Regions from separate parts of the Macaca mulatta genome. Here region 1 is linked to region 2. Evidence: chromatin contacts called from public Hi-C data. All regions are on one chromosome and are shown on one strand. Each heading gives the region's core, a stretch centred on a gene start, on an enhancer-like site or on the middle of the called end of the contact. The rest is flanking DNA. Distances are from core to core; before and after follow the strand shown.

Region 1 (6,215 bases), core at 2,205-4,704, 43 kb after region 2:
GGGACACCGAGCGGAGGCCTACGTGGCCTCCTGAGCAGCAGCTGACCGCCCGTCTCATGTTGGGTGGGACTCCTGGGCGGGTGGACATGAGACCACTGTTGGCCAGGGACACCGAGTAGAGGCCTATGTGGCCGCCTGAGCAGCAGCTGACCACCTGTCTCACTGTTGGCCAGGGCTTTGTGGCGTGGGTGTTTTCCAGTCTGCCTAGAGCAGCGAGCAGCAGCTGTGCAGACCAGTGGCGGTGGGAGAGTTTGCCGGGACAGATGGGGACACTGGCCAGCTTGTCTTCTGTCCAGCAGCCCCACTGTACTTGGCCTCCTGTCCTGTCATTGGGAGCCCTGGCTGGGGCTGCTTTGAGCAGTGACGCTGGCCCAGAGCAGCTTCCCACATGACCACAGAGCCGAGGGTCTGCCCTGTCCTAGGTTAGGTCTTCATGGTTTAGAATAAAACTGTGAGAGATGTTTATTATGGGCATTGAAGACTTAGGTTTTCCTAAATTTTCAGTGACCAGTGATCGGCCTTCAATACCTGTGCTGAGAGGAATTTTAAGCCAGGGGAAATGTGAGAAAATGTTCCCATTCAGGAGAGACTGTACTGGAGTTTCTTTCTTCCTCTGTATTTTGTGGTGTTCACCTTTAACCACATTTCATCCAAAAAGATGACGCAGCTTTAACATGAATGTTACATTTTTATTTTCAAGGAATTATTATCTATGTTCCCTTTGTAAAGGAAATATTGTAAATCTTTTTATTAGATAATGTAAAGATGTATATCAGTATTTTTGGATCATGTTATAGATTATGGATATATTGTTTAATAAATAAAGTATTTTTTGGAACAAACAGTTGAAAGTGCATCTGTATTAGCCCGTTTTCACGCTGCTGATAAAGACATACCCAAGACTGGGTAATTTATAAAGAAAAAGAGGGTTCTTTAAAAAAAAATTTTCTTTTTTCTTTTTTTGAGACAGTCTTCTTGCTCTGTCACCCAGGCTGAAGTGCAATGGTACTGCGTGATCTCGGCTCACTGTAACCTCTGCCTCCCGGGTTCAAGCGATTCCCCTGCCTCAGCCTCCTGAGGAGCTAGGAGTACAGGAGCACGCCACCACACCCTGCTAATTGTTGTATTTTTAGTAGAGATGGGGTTTCGCCATGTTGGCCAGGCTGATCTTGAACTCCTGACCTCAGGTGATCCACCTGCCTCAGCCTTCCAAAGTGTTGGGATTACAGGCGTGAGCCTCTGCGCCTGACAGAAAAAGAGGTCTAATGGACCCTCAGTTCCACATGGCTGGGGAGGCCTCACAATCATGGCAGGAGGCAAAAGGCACATCTTACATGGCGGCAGACAAGAGAGAATGAGAGCCGAGTGAAAGGGGTTTCCCCTTATAAAACCATCAGATCTCGTGGGACTCATTCACTACCACGAGAAAGGTATGGGGGAACCACCCCCATGATTCAGCATCATTCTGGGAAATGGGTGTAAAATGTCAGTATTGTGCCCAGAGACAAGTGTGTGAAGTTGAATTTTGAAGGGGTATGCAGTGATTGGAGAGTGGTTTGCGGAGCTTGCTGGCTGGGGGTCTGCGGAGGACCCTGTGCCTTACCTTGGGTGGTTGCTCAAGTTCACTTCCAAGGAAGACGTGTGAGAATGCTGCAGTTGCTCTAAGAGAGTACTGTGCTTGCTCTGGAAGGGCAAGACTTGCTGTGTTGTACTTGCCCTTTGGAAGCTGCTGGAGTCAGCTTGGGCTCTGTATTAGTCCATTCTTGCATTGCCAGAAAGAACAACCTGAGACTGTGTAATTTATAAAGAAATGAGGTTTAATTGACTCACAGCTCTGCAGGCTGTACAGGAAGCATGGCGGGGAGGCCTCGGGAAACTTACATCACGGCAGAAGGCGGAGGGGAAGCAAGCACATTTTACCATGGCGGACCAGGAGAGAAAGGGAGCAGAGGGGAAAGGTGCCACGCTTTTAAACAAGCAGGTCTCCTGAGAGCTCACTCATTTTCACAAGAACAGCAAGGGGGAAATCTGCCCCCATGAGCCAGTCACCTCCCACCAGGCTCCTCCCTCAATATTGGGGATTACAATTTAACATAAGATTTGGGCGGAGACACAAATCCAAACCGTATCAGGTTATCACAATGTCACAGACTGGGGGGCTTAACAAAAATGTCTCTTATTTCTGGAGATTGGTAGTCCAAGATTAAGGTGCTGGTGTTGTCTGGTGCCTGTCCAGGGCTCTTCCCTTGGGTTGCCAACACTGCCTTCTCACGTGTGCCGACATGACTGACTGGGAGAGGGAGCTCTCTGGTGTCTCTTATTTTACGGACGCATGTCCTGTCGGATCAGGACCCCACCCTTGTGACTGACTTTAACCTTAATTACTTCTTCAGAAGTCCCATCTCCAAATATGGCCATATTGGGGGTTACAGCTTCCGCATACGAATTCTGGGGGACACAAACCTAATAGGAGCTGATGGGTCTCAAAACGTTGCCTCGAGCAGTGCATTAACAGAACCTGGGAAGAGCTTGGTCCTCACGAGGTACAGTCGGCCCCTCACCCACCATCCAGGTGAAACCAATCTGCAGACCAGCGTCTTCGCTGGAAGAGGAGGCTGATGCTGGGGGAAGGGCCCCACAACACTGAAACCAGCACATGCCATGTTTTCCTCCAAGCATTCTCCAAGGGTACATGTGGGCTTTGCCAGGGGTCTGTGCCCTGGGAAAAAGAAAAATCAGTTGTTACTATTTTTTGAGAGAGTTGTTTTTTTGTTTTGTTTTGAGACAGAGTCTCACTCTGTAGCCAGGGCTGGAGCGCAATGGTGTGATCTCAGCTCACTGCAACCTCTGCCTCCCAGGTTCAAGCCATTCTCTTGCCTCAGTCTCCCGAGTAGCTGGGATTACAGGCGCCCACCACCACGCCCGGCTAATTTTTTTATTGTTGGTAGAGACAGGGTTTCACCATTTTGGCCAGGTTGGTCTCAAACTCTCGACCTCAGGTGATCCACCTGCCTCAGCCTCCTAAAGTGCTGGGATTACGGGCGTAAGCCACCGTGCCTGGCCAGAAAAATCAGTTATTTTAGGGGGTGGTATGGGTGGTAATCTTTATGAGTTCTGAATCATTCCTAATCCCAGGGGTCCAAGATGCCACTGGCCTGCTAGTCAGAGGGAGGGCGTGTGGAGGTCAGGTGGTAAGGGGGTCCACAGGAGGGCGTGTGGAGGTTGGGTGGCAAGGGGGTCCACAGGAGGGCGTGTGGAGGTCGGGTGGCAAGGGGGTCCACAGGAGGGCGTGTGGAGGTCGGGTGGTAAGGGGGTCCACAGACCTCATCTGTGGTTCTTTCCAGTTCCTGAATGTGTAACTGAAACAGTCACACTTGACAATGGGAAACTCCCACACCGGCCTGCAGAGGAAGGGCCAGCCAGGTAGGAAGGGCCAGGTGGACGTCACCTTCCCAGGGTTGTAGTCCAAAGGCAAAATGCATTGCTGACTTGGAAGAGCCCTGCATGGGTGATTCACCTGGGAAGAAGGTGAGTGGCCCTTGGGGATGTGGTTAAGGAGGACGGGAATGACTCCATTCAACTGCTGCTCCAGAGCCTCATCACCAGGACAAATCCAGCATGCCGGTTTTCTGTGTGACTACCAGGACCCATCTGCTGTCATGGGCGTAGCCTCCGCCTCTTGCACAGCTCCACAGTCTGGCCTCTGGACCGAGTGCGGGCTCCTGCTCTCTGCCCTCATCTGCTCAGAGATCTGCATCGTCTGCACCCTCTGGTTCTATGGAATTGGGTGAGCTGAAGTAACAAGTACTTTGGGAGGTCGCGCGGATGGCTTGAGTCCAGGAGTTCGAGACCAGCCTGGGCAGCACATGAGACCCCCCCCCCCATCTCTACAAAAATACAATAACAAAAAATTAGCCGGGCGTGGTGGCACACGCCCGTAGTCCCAGCTACTTGGGTGGCCGAGGTGGGAGGACGGTTTGAGCTCGGGAGGCAGAGGTTGCAGTGAGCTGAGATCACCCCCGGAACTCCAGCCTGGGCAACAGAGCTAGACCCTGTCTCCAAAACCCACAAAACAAGTGCTGGCGATGCCTCAGGAAGAGGAGCCCAGGCCGGGAGGCTCCTCGGGACAGCAGGTACTGCGTCAGGAGGCCAGGAGCTCCCCAGGTGTGCGAAGGGTTTGAGGGCACGGAGGGCTGAACAGGCGGAAGCGGACACGGAGGCAAGAAAACACCTGCAGGAGGCAGCTGCCCCCTAAGCTAAGGCTGGGGGCCCAGGAGGGGTGGTCCGTGCAGGAGCTGGGGGAGGGAGGCCGCTGGCGAAAGGGGCGCCCCCTGGGCACGGCCTCGGAGGAGCGGGCCGGCCCCCAGGTCCCTCAGCCGAGCCCCCGTACCGGGCCTCGTTCTGGAGAACGCTCCGGCTGCTGCTTGGGCGTCTTGGGCTGCGCTCAGCCTAGTCCCTTCCCTACCTGAAGGGAGGCGCCCGACAGCCTGGACGCCGGAGGCCCTCCGGGAACGCAGGACGAGGGAGCGGCGATTGACCCTCCGAAGCCAGTCGGGGCGGGGCTTGGATGGCGGGGCGGGGCATGGAGGGCGGGAATGACGAGAGGGGCGGGACCTGTTAGGAGCGCGGGGCGGGGCTTCGATGGCAGGGCGGAGCCGTCAATGCGCAGGCGTGGCGTCGTCCCGCCCACTCCGGCCTAGCGGCTCTGGGCCTGCGGTGGGCGCTGAGGGTTGGAGCCCGGGACGTGGTCGCGGGTGCGTGCGCGCGGCCGCCCGGAGCGCTCGGCTGAGGTTCCCGGGCTGCGGTTCCACGGCGGGTGGGGGTCGCGGGGCGCGATCTCGGGCGCCTCCAGCCAATCTGTGCCTGTGAGCGGGGGTGGGGGCGGCACTGCAGCTCGTCACGTGACCGCGTGGAAGGCGCGCGCGTCCGCGGGGTCCCCTTGGGGGCGAGCGTGGCGGCTTGGGGTCCGGGGCAGGTCCCGGCGAGGCCGCCGCGAGCCTGCGTGTCGCTAAGTCCAGGCCGGCTGCGGGGCTTCGCGCGCTCGCGGGGTTGCGGGCCGGGCCGGGGGAGGGCCCGGGTGCTGGGAGCCTTCCCTTTGGCTGCCCTCCTGCCCCTCTCCCTGCTTCTGCAAGCGTTTTTCAAGTTGTACAATGTGCATAAAACGTGAAATTCCCCTTGGCCATTTCCAGGCGCGCAGCCAGCAGCTCCCGGCCCTTGCCCCCCGGGCCCTGAGTACCGGCCTCGCCCGGAAGGAGGAGCCCGAGGCCTCCGTCCCGGCGGCGATGCTGCCCCGTCAGCTGCTGGCGCGGCCCGCGTGGTTGTTCCGGTGTCCCCCGGGGCCGCGCGGGGCCTGTGCCCCGGGAGCCGCGGGTTCTTGGGGTCGGCCGGTTGGCCCCCTGGCCCGCAGGGGCTGCTGCTCCGCCCCCGGGACCCCGGAGGTGCCGCTGACCCGGGAGCGCTACCCCGTGCGGCGCTTGCCGTTCTCCACGGTGTCTGAGCAGGACCTGGCCGCCTTTGAGCGCATCGTGCCCGGCGGGGTCGTCACGGATCCGGAGGCGCTGCAGGCTCCCAACGTGGACTGGATACGGACGCTGCGAGGTGGGTGAGGCTTGGGAAGCTGCGGCGGGGCCTGCTCTCCTGCGCCTTCTGGTGGAGGCTTCAAATCGGGCTGAGAACGAGCTGGGTGGGGGTGCCAGCCCCTGGCTGCGCTGAGAGGGGCGTGTGCACCGCCACAGGCTGCTGGAGTAAAGGACCACGAACGAGTCGCTTAGAACAACCCAAGTTTTTATTTTTTTATTTTCTTTTATTTTCTTTTTTTTTTTGAGACGGAGTCTCGCTCTGTCGCCCGGGCTGGAGTGCAGTGGCTGGATCTCAGCTCACTGCAAGCTCTGCCTCCCGGGTTTACGCCATTCTCCTGCCTCAGCCTCCCGAGTAACTGGGAATACAGGCGCCCGCCACCTCGCCCGGCTAGTTTTTTGTATTTTTTAGTAGAGACGGGGTTTCACCGGGTTAGTCAGGATGGTCTCGATCTCCTGACCTCGTGATCCGCCCGTCTCGGCCTCCCAAGGTGCTGGGATTACAAGCTTGAGCCACCGCGTCCGGCCTATTTTATTTTATTTTGAGACGGAGTCTTACTCTGTCGCCAGGCTGGAGTGCAGTGGCACGATGTCGGCTCACTGCAACCTCCGCCTCTCAGGTTCAAGTGATTCGTCTGC
Region 2 (5,804 bases), core at 2,998-5,497:
CCAACACTTTGGGAGGCGTAGGCATGGTTCATCACTTGAGGCCAGGAATTTGAGACCAACCTGGACAACATGGTGAAACCACATCTCCTCAAAAAATACAAAATTGGCCAGGCACGGTGGCTCACGCCTGTAATCCCAGCACTTTGGGAGGCTGAGGTGGGTGGATCACCTGAGGTCAGTTCAATACCAGCCTGGCCAACATAGTGAAACCTCATCACTAATTACAAAATAGAAAAATTAGCCGGGCATGGTAGTAGGCACCTGTAATCCCAGCTACTTGGGAGGCTGAGAAAGGAGAATTGCTTGAACCTGGGAGGCATAGGTTGCAGTGAGCCAAGATCGCCCCACTGAACTCCAGCCTGGGCGATGAAAAAGAAACTGTCTCAAGAGGAAAAAAAAAAAAAGAAATACAAAACGTAGCATGGTGGCATGCACCTGTAGTCCCAGCTACTTGGGAGGCTAAGGCAGGAGGATCGCTTGAGCCTGGGAGGTAGAGGCTGCAGTGAGCCAAGACCGTGCCACTGTACTCCAGCCTGGTTGAGACCCCGTCCCAAAAAAAAGAGTGGGCCAAAGCACTTAACAGATACCTCATGAAACCAGATATACAGATGGCAAACAAGCATATGAAAAGATACTCCACATCATACGTCAACAGGGAAACGCAAACCAGAACAATGAGGTACCACACACCCCTTTCAGAATGGCAAACATCCGAACACTGACACCACCAAATGCTGGTGAGGATCTGGAGCAGTAGGAACCCTCGTTCACTGCTGAGGAGAATGCAAAATGCTGCAGCCACTCTGGAAGACAGTTTAGCACAAGCTTATCCAACCCGAGGCCCCCAGGCTGCATGCAGCCCAACACAAATCCATAAGCTTTCTTAAAACATTATGAGATTTTTTTCTTTAAGCTCATCAGCAATTGTTAGTGTATTTTATGCGTGGCCCAAGACAGTTCTTCCACTGTGGCCCAGAGAAGCCAAAAGACTGGACACCCATGGTTTAGCAGTTCTTTACAAAAATAACAGTCTTACCACATATTAAAGCAATGGTATTCCCTGGCATTTACCCAAAAGAAGTGAAAGCTTATGACCACACAGAACCCTGCATGAGGATGTTTATAATGGTTTTATAACTGCCAAAACTTGGAAGCAACAAAGATGTCCTTTAGTAGGTGAATGAACTATGGTACATCCAAACAATGGACTATTAATTAGGGAAAATAAGACATGAACTATTGGTCGGGCATGGTGGCTCACGCCTGTAATCCCAGCACTGTGGGAGGCCGAGGTGGGAAGATCACTTGAGGTCAGGCGTTCAAGACCAGCCTGGCCAACATGGTGAAACCCTATCTCTACTAAAACATACAACTTAGCTGTGCATGGTCGTATGCGCCTGTAATCCCAGCTACTCAGGCAGCTGAGGCAGGAGAATTGCTTGAATCCGGGAGGCGGAGGTTGCAGTGAGCTGAGACTGCGCCATTGCACTCCAATCTGAGCAACACAGCGACTCTTGTCTCCAAGCCATGGTTAGACATAGAGGAAACTTAAATATCTATTAGGGAAACAAGTAACCTGTAGCAGAACAGATGGACAAAAGAGATGTAGCCTTGGGTACCTGGGATAAGATTATCTAAAAAGTAAAATCAGGATTATTCTTCATTTTAAATTGGGCATACATATACGTGTTTCATCACTTTTCTACAAAGCCACAAAAAGCAAAATCAGAAGAACAATTGCCTCCATAAAATCTAGACGTGTTAAAAAGATTATAAAAATTGTCTCATTTTCATTTAAGACTTCGAGTGGGAATAGCCTTTCCAAGCAAGACACAAAGCTAAGCCAGAGGAGAATAATGCAGCGTTTCATGTAACACGGATGAGGAGGAACCAGTGAAAGTTCACCAGCAGGGAACAGGCTAAATGTACCGTGGAACAACTTTTCTAGAGAACATGCTACAACAATGAAAAAGCATGAGAAGGGCAGAGTTAGGGGATCTGTCAGTGCAGAAATCTGTAAGGCAGAGTTAGAAAGTTGCCAAATAATTTGTATGGTATGACCTCATTTATGTTAAAAAACAAAATTCTAACTATAGTAGTTTCTACATATGTATATAAACATAAAAACATCTGAAAGAACACACATGAACATTAAGTGTTGAATGAAGAGGAAACCTACTACGATGACGTAAAACAAAAAAGGTGGCAGGAGAGTTCATATAAACTATAACCTTCAGTTACTAATGTATCAATATCGGTTATCAATTTTAACAAATGTAACATAATACAGCACATAAATAATAGGGAAGGGGGAAGGCAGGGGTAGTATGTAGGGAGCTCTCTACATACTCTACTTTTTGATAAATTTTTCTGTATACCTAAAGCTATCTTTAAAACATTAAGTCTATGAGGCCAGGGGTTTGAGACCAGCCTGAGCGATATGGTGAGACCTTGACTCTACTTTAAAAAAAAAATTAGCTGGGCTTGGCAGCATGCACGCACGGTCCAACCTGCTCGGGATGCTGAGGTGGGAGGACTGCTTGAGCCTAGGAAGTTGAGGCTGCAGTGAGCCATGATCGTGTGACACTGCACTCCAGCCTGGGCCACAGAGCAATACCTTGTCTTAAATAAAAAAAAAAAAGGGCCAGGTGTGGTGGCTCACACCTGCTGTAATCCCAGAACTTTAGGAGGTCAAGGCAGGCAGATCACAAGGTCAAGAGAGACCATCCTGGCCAACACCGTGAAACCCTGTCTCTACTAAAAATACAAAAATTAAATTAAAAAATAAAATAAATTAAAAATACAAAAATTAGCTGGCTGTGGTGGCACGCGCCTGTAGTCCCAGCTAGTCGGGAGGCTGAGGCAGGAGAATCCCCTGAACCCGAGAGGCAGAGATTGCAGTGAGCCGAGATCGCACCTCTGCCTGGTGACAGAGTGAAACTCCGTCTAAAAAAATCCGAAAAACTTAAGTCTATTAGTTATGGGGTGTGGGGAGCAGGAGGAAGAAACAGCATTCGTTAGTGCCCTTTGGGAACTAGGGGCTTCACCACCTCTGATCACAGGACTGCTAAATAAAAGAACCTGAGGCCCTAGCATGACTGTCATTGTCATTCAGAATCAAGTGCGGCATTCACTGTATCTCAGGAGGAAGGAAAGTGGCCGGGGCAGGGGCAGCAATGTACAATGGTTTTTACACTTGTTCCCAGCGATTTGCAGAAAAAAGCAGGTGCACCGCGTGATCCTCCACGTCACTTTTCTTTTCCAAGTAGGAACTCAGAAGTTTGCCGATTTCCGTTGATCTTTCTAGAAAAAAAGAGAAACACACAAAATACAAGTGAGATCAGGCTTTCCCTCTACATGACAATATAGTTTGGGCTGAATTTCTCCTGGACTCAAGTCTCACTTTGAGTTTTACTTTACTAAATCTCTAGACAGGTTTGGCTCTTCTGCGGAAGTCAAAGGAATTTCTCTGAGAAAGAACAGCAATCTGCAGACAAGCTGGGATGAAAAATGCTTTAGGAAAAAAGAACTCGGGAAGAAAGTGGAGACTTCAAAGCAAGCATTTATAAAATTTGTGGACTGGGTGGCCTAGGATTAAGGTCAATGCTTCACTTGAAAACTTTAAAATATATGCTATAAAACCCCTGAAAGCGCGAACAGTCATCAAACAAAACACAACACCCGAAACATCCACAAAAATGACACATGGACTACAAAAGAACTGGAGGAAACTTTTGGGGTCGAGACCACGGTTTCGCGCGGGTTTACACGTCAGTCATCACCATACCCCGCACTTCAAGACACGCGGCGTGGGCCGGGGGCGGTGGCGCGCGCCTGTGATCCCGGCTACTCGGGAGGCTGAGGCGGGAGGATCGCTTGAGCCCGGGAGGTCCAGGCTGCCGTGAGCCGAGATGGCGCCACTGCATTCCAGCCTGGCCGACACGGCGAGAGCCCATCTTTTAAAATAAAAACCGCGCAGTTCACAGCACGTCGACCGCAGGCAACTAAGCTTAGGAGCAAAGAGTCCCTGGGAAGGCAGAGGCGCCGAAAGCCGCCGCGCACCCCCACCCGCCGCGCGCACCCACCCGGGAACCGGAGCAGTTCGGCGCGGTGGCCCGCGGCGCACAGCGTTTCCACCAGCTTGCGGCTCTGCGTGCTCTTCCCCGCGCGGTCCACGCCCTCCAGCACTATGAGAGCCCCGCGCCGGGCCGCCATGACTGTCCACCGCCCGCCCCCTGCGTCTCCACACCTCCTTCCGGAGCTCCCATTGGCCGGCATCAACAGCGCGCACCGTGATTGGCTCGCATTTCCCGGCCTCAGCCGGATTCGAAGGGATTGGCCGGGGCTGGGGCGAGGGCGACGCGCTGTGGGACCGACACTCGCGCCTGCGCCCTGGGCCTTGCCGGCACTGGAGCAGCGTCCTGGGCTTCCGGGGCGGAAACCGGTGCCCCGTGTCCCGTGCGGGCCTCCGTCCTCGGGCTAGCAGAGCCTTTCGCTTCGGGAGAGCCGGTGACGCCGCGCGGGCTGGATGGCTGCAGACGCTGGGTCAGGGCGCGGACGAGCGGGGGGCAGGGTCGGAGGGGCTCCCGGGCGCTGCCCGGGCAGCGTCGCCTCTCGTTGGCTCCTGGCTGCGCGCAGCGGGCCCGACTCACGGCCCTGCGGTGCCCGCTGCACGCGCGAGGACTCCGGTCCCGCGGCGCGCGAGACGCACGAGCGAGATGCCTTCCGAAGCGCGGGGCCCAGTGCCCAGGCTCAGCCGGGGCGCCTCCCAGAGCTCACCTGGAGCCCACCCCGACTGCGTTCTGGAAACGCTGTGTTTGACAGCAGGGGCAGGATAGGGGGCTGTGTAGACACTGGCTACCTGGCAGTTGTAGTAAAACCGTGGGGTTGATAAATGTTCACCATTGTTCCTGAAGCGCAAAACTGCAGGGCTCTGAAAAGTCCGTGTGTGTGTTTGTGTTGTTGTTTTGTTGTTGTTTTTTGTTGTTCTTTTGTTTGAGACGGAGTCTCGCTCTGCCGCCCAGGCTGGAGTGCAGTGGCGCGATCTCGGCTCACTGCAACCTCCGCCTCCCGGGTTCAAGCCATTCTCCTGCCTCAGCCTCCCGAGTAGCTGGGACTACAGGCGCCGCCACCACACCCGGCTAATTTTGTGTATTTTTAGTAGAGGCGGGATTTCACCGTGTTAGCCAGGATGGTCTCGATCTCCTGACCTCGTGATCCTCCGCCTCGGCCTCCCAAAGTGCTGGGATTACAGGCGTGAGCCACCGCGCCAGGCCAAAAAGTCCGTTTTAAAAGATGATGTATACAAATTATAGCACGGAGAGAGAACGGGCAAGTTGTTTCCTCTTTCCATGCCTCCAACTCCTCTGAAATGTGGGTCATGATGGTAAGAGGAAAAACTGTCTCTGCTATAGAGAGGTGGAAAAAGTCCCGCGAAGTGTCCCTGGCATCTAGAAAGCGCTCAGTCGTGTTTGCTGTTATCTTAGGGATATCTGGCTGCCTGGACATTTCTCAGATGAGACTTTTTGTTATTTTAGATACCTAAATTACTATCTTTATGTGCCAAATTGTCGGTTGTCAGCTAGACCTCACTTTCTGCTTAGCAGAAGAAAAGGTAGGAACTGCATTTCCCAGAATCATCTGTGTAGCTCTGTATTACAGCCTGCCAGAGAGAGGCACTCATACCTTTGGAGGTGATTATTCTTGGGAGGCACTCTCAGCCAGAAATATAGATGAAATTCAAGGCTGTTTGCTAATGAGCTTTTGAGAACCACCTGCCTCACTGATGTAGACCAAGAGATTGC

The links. A called contact is a pair of places that touch in the nucleus more often than the background predicts.
Region 1: a Hi-C map of cortical neurons shows a contact between it and region 2, with 4 times the contacts expected there. The contact joins the promoter of D2HGDH here to the promoter of DTYMK in region 2.

What each region holds. Positions count from the first base shown.
Region 1 is chr12:147,009,363-147,015,577 of T2T-MMU8v2.0, forward strand. It overlaps D2HGDH (D-2-hydroxyglutarate dehydrogenase), which reads left to right and starts at 3,455. Exons shown (of 11, transcript XM_077958143.1): 1 at 3,455-3,528; 2 at 3,645-3,787; 3 at 5,190-5,598. The coding sequence starts at 5,283. It also overlaps a transcript of ING5 not described here.
Region 2 is chr12:146,966,012-146,971,815 of T2T-MMU8v2.0, forward strand. It overlaps DTYMK (deoxythymidylate kinase), which reads right to left and starts at 4,248. Exons shown (of 5, transcript NM_001194775.2): 1 at 4,086-4,248; 2 at 3,195-3,303. The coding sequence starts at 4,215. It also overlaps a transcript of ING5 not described here.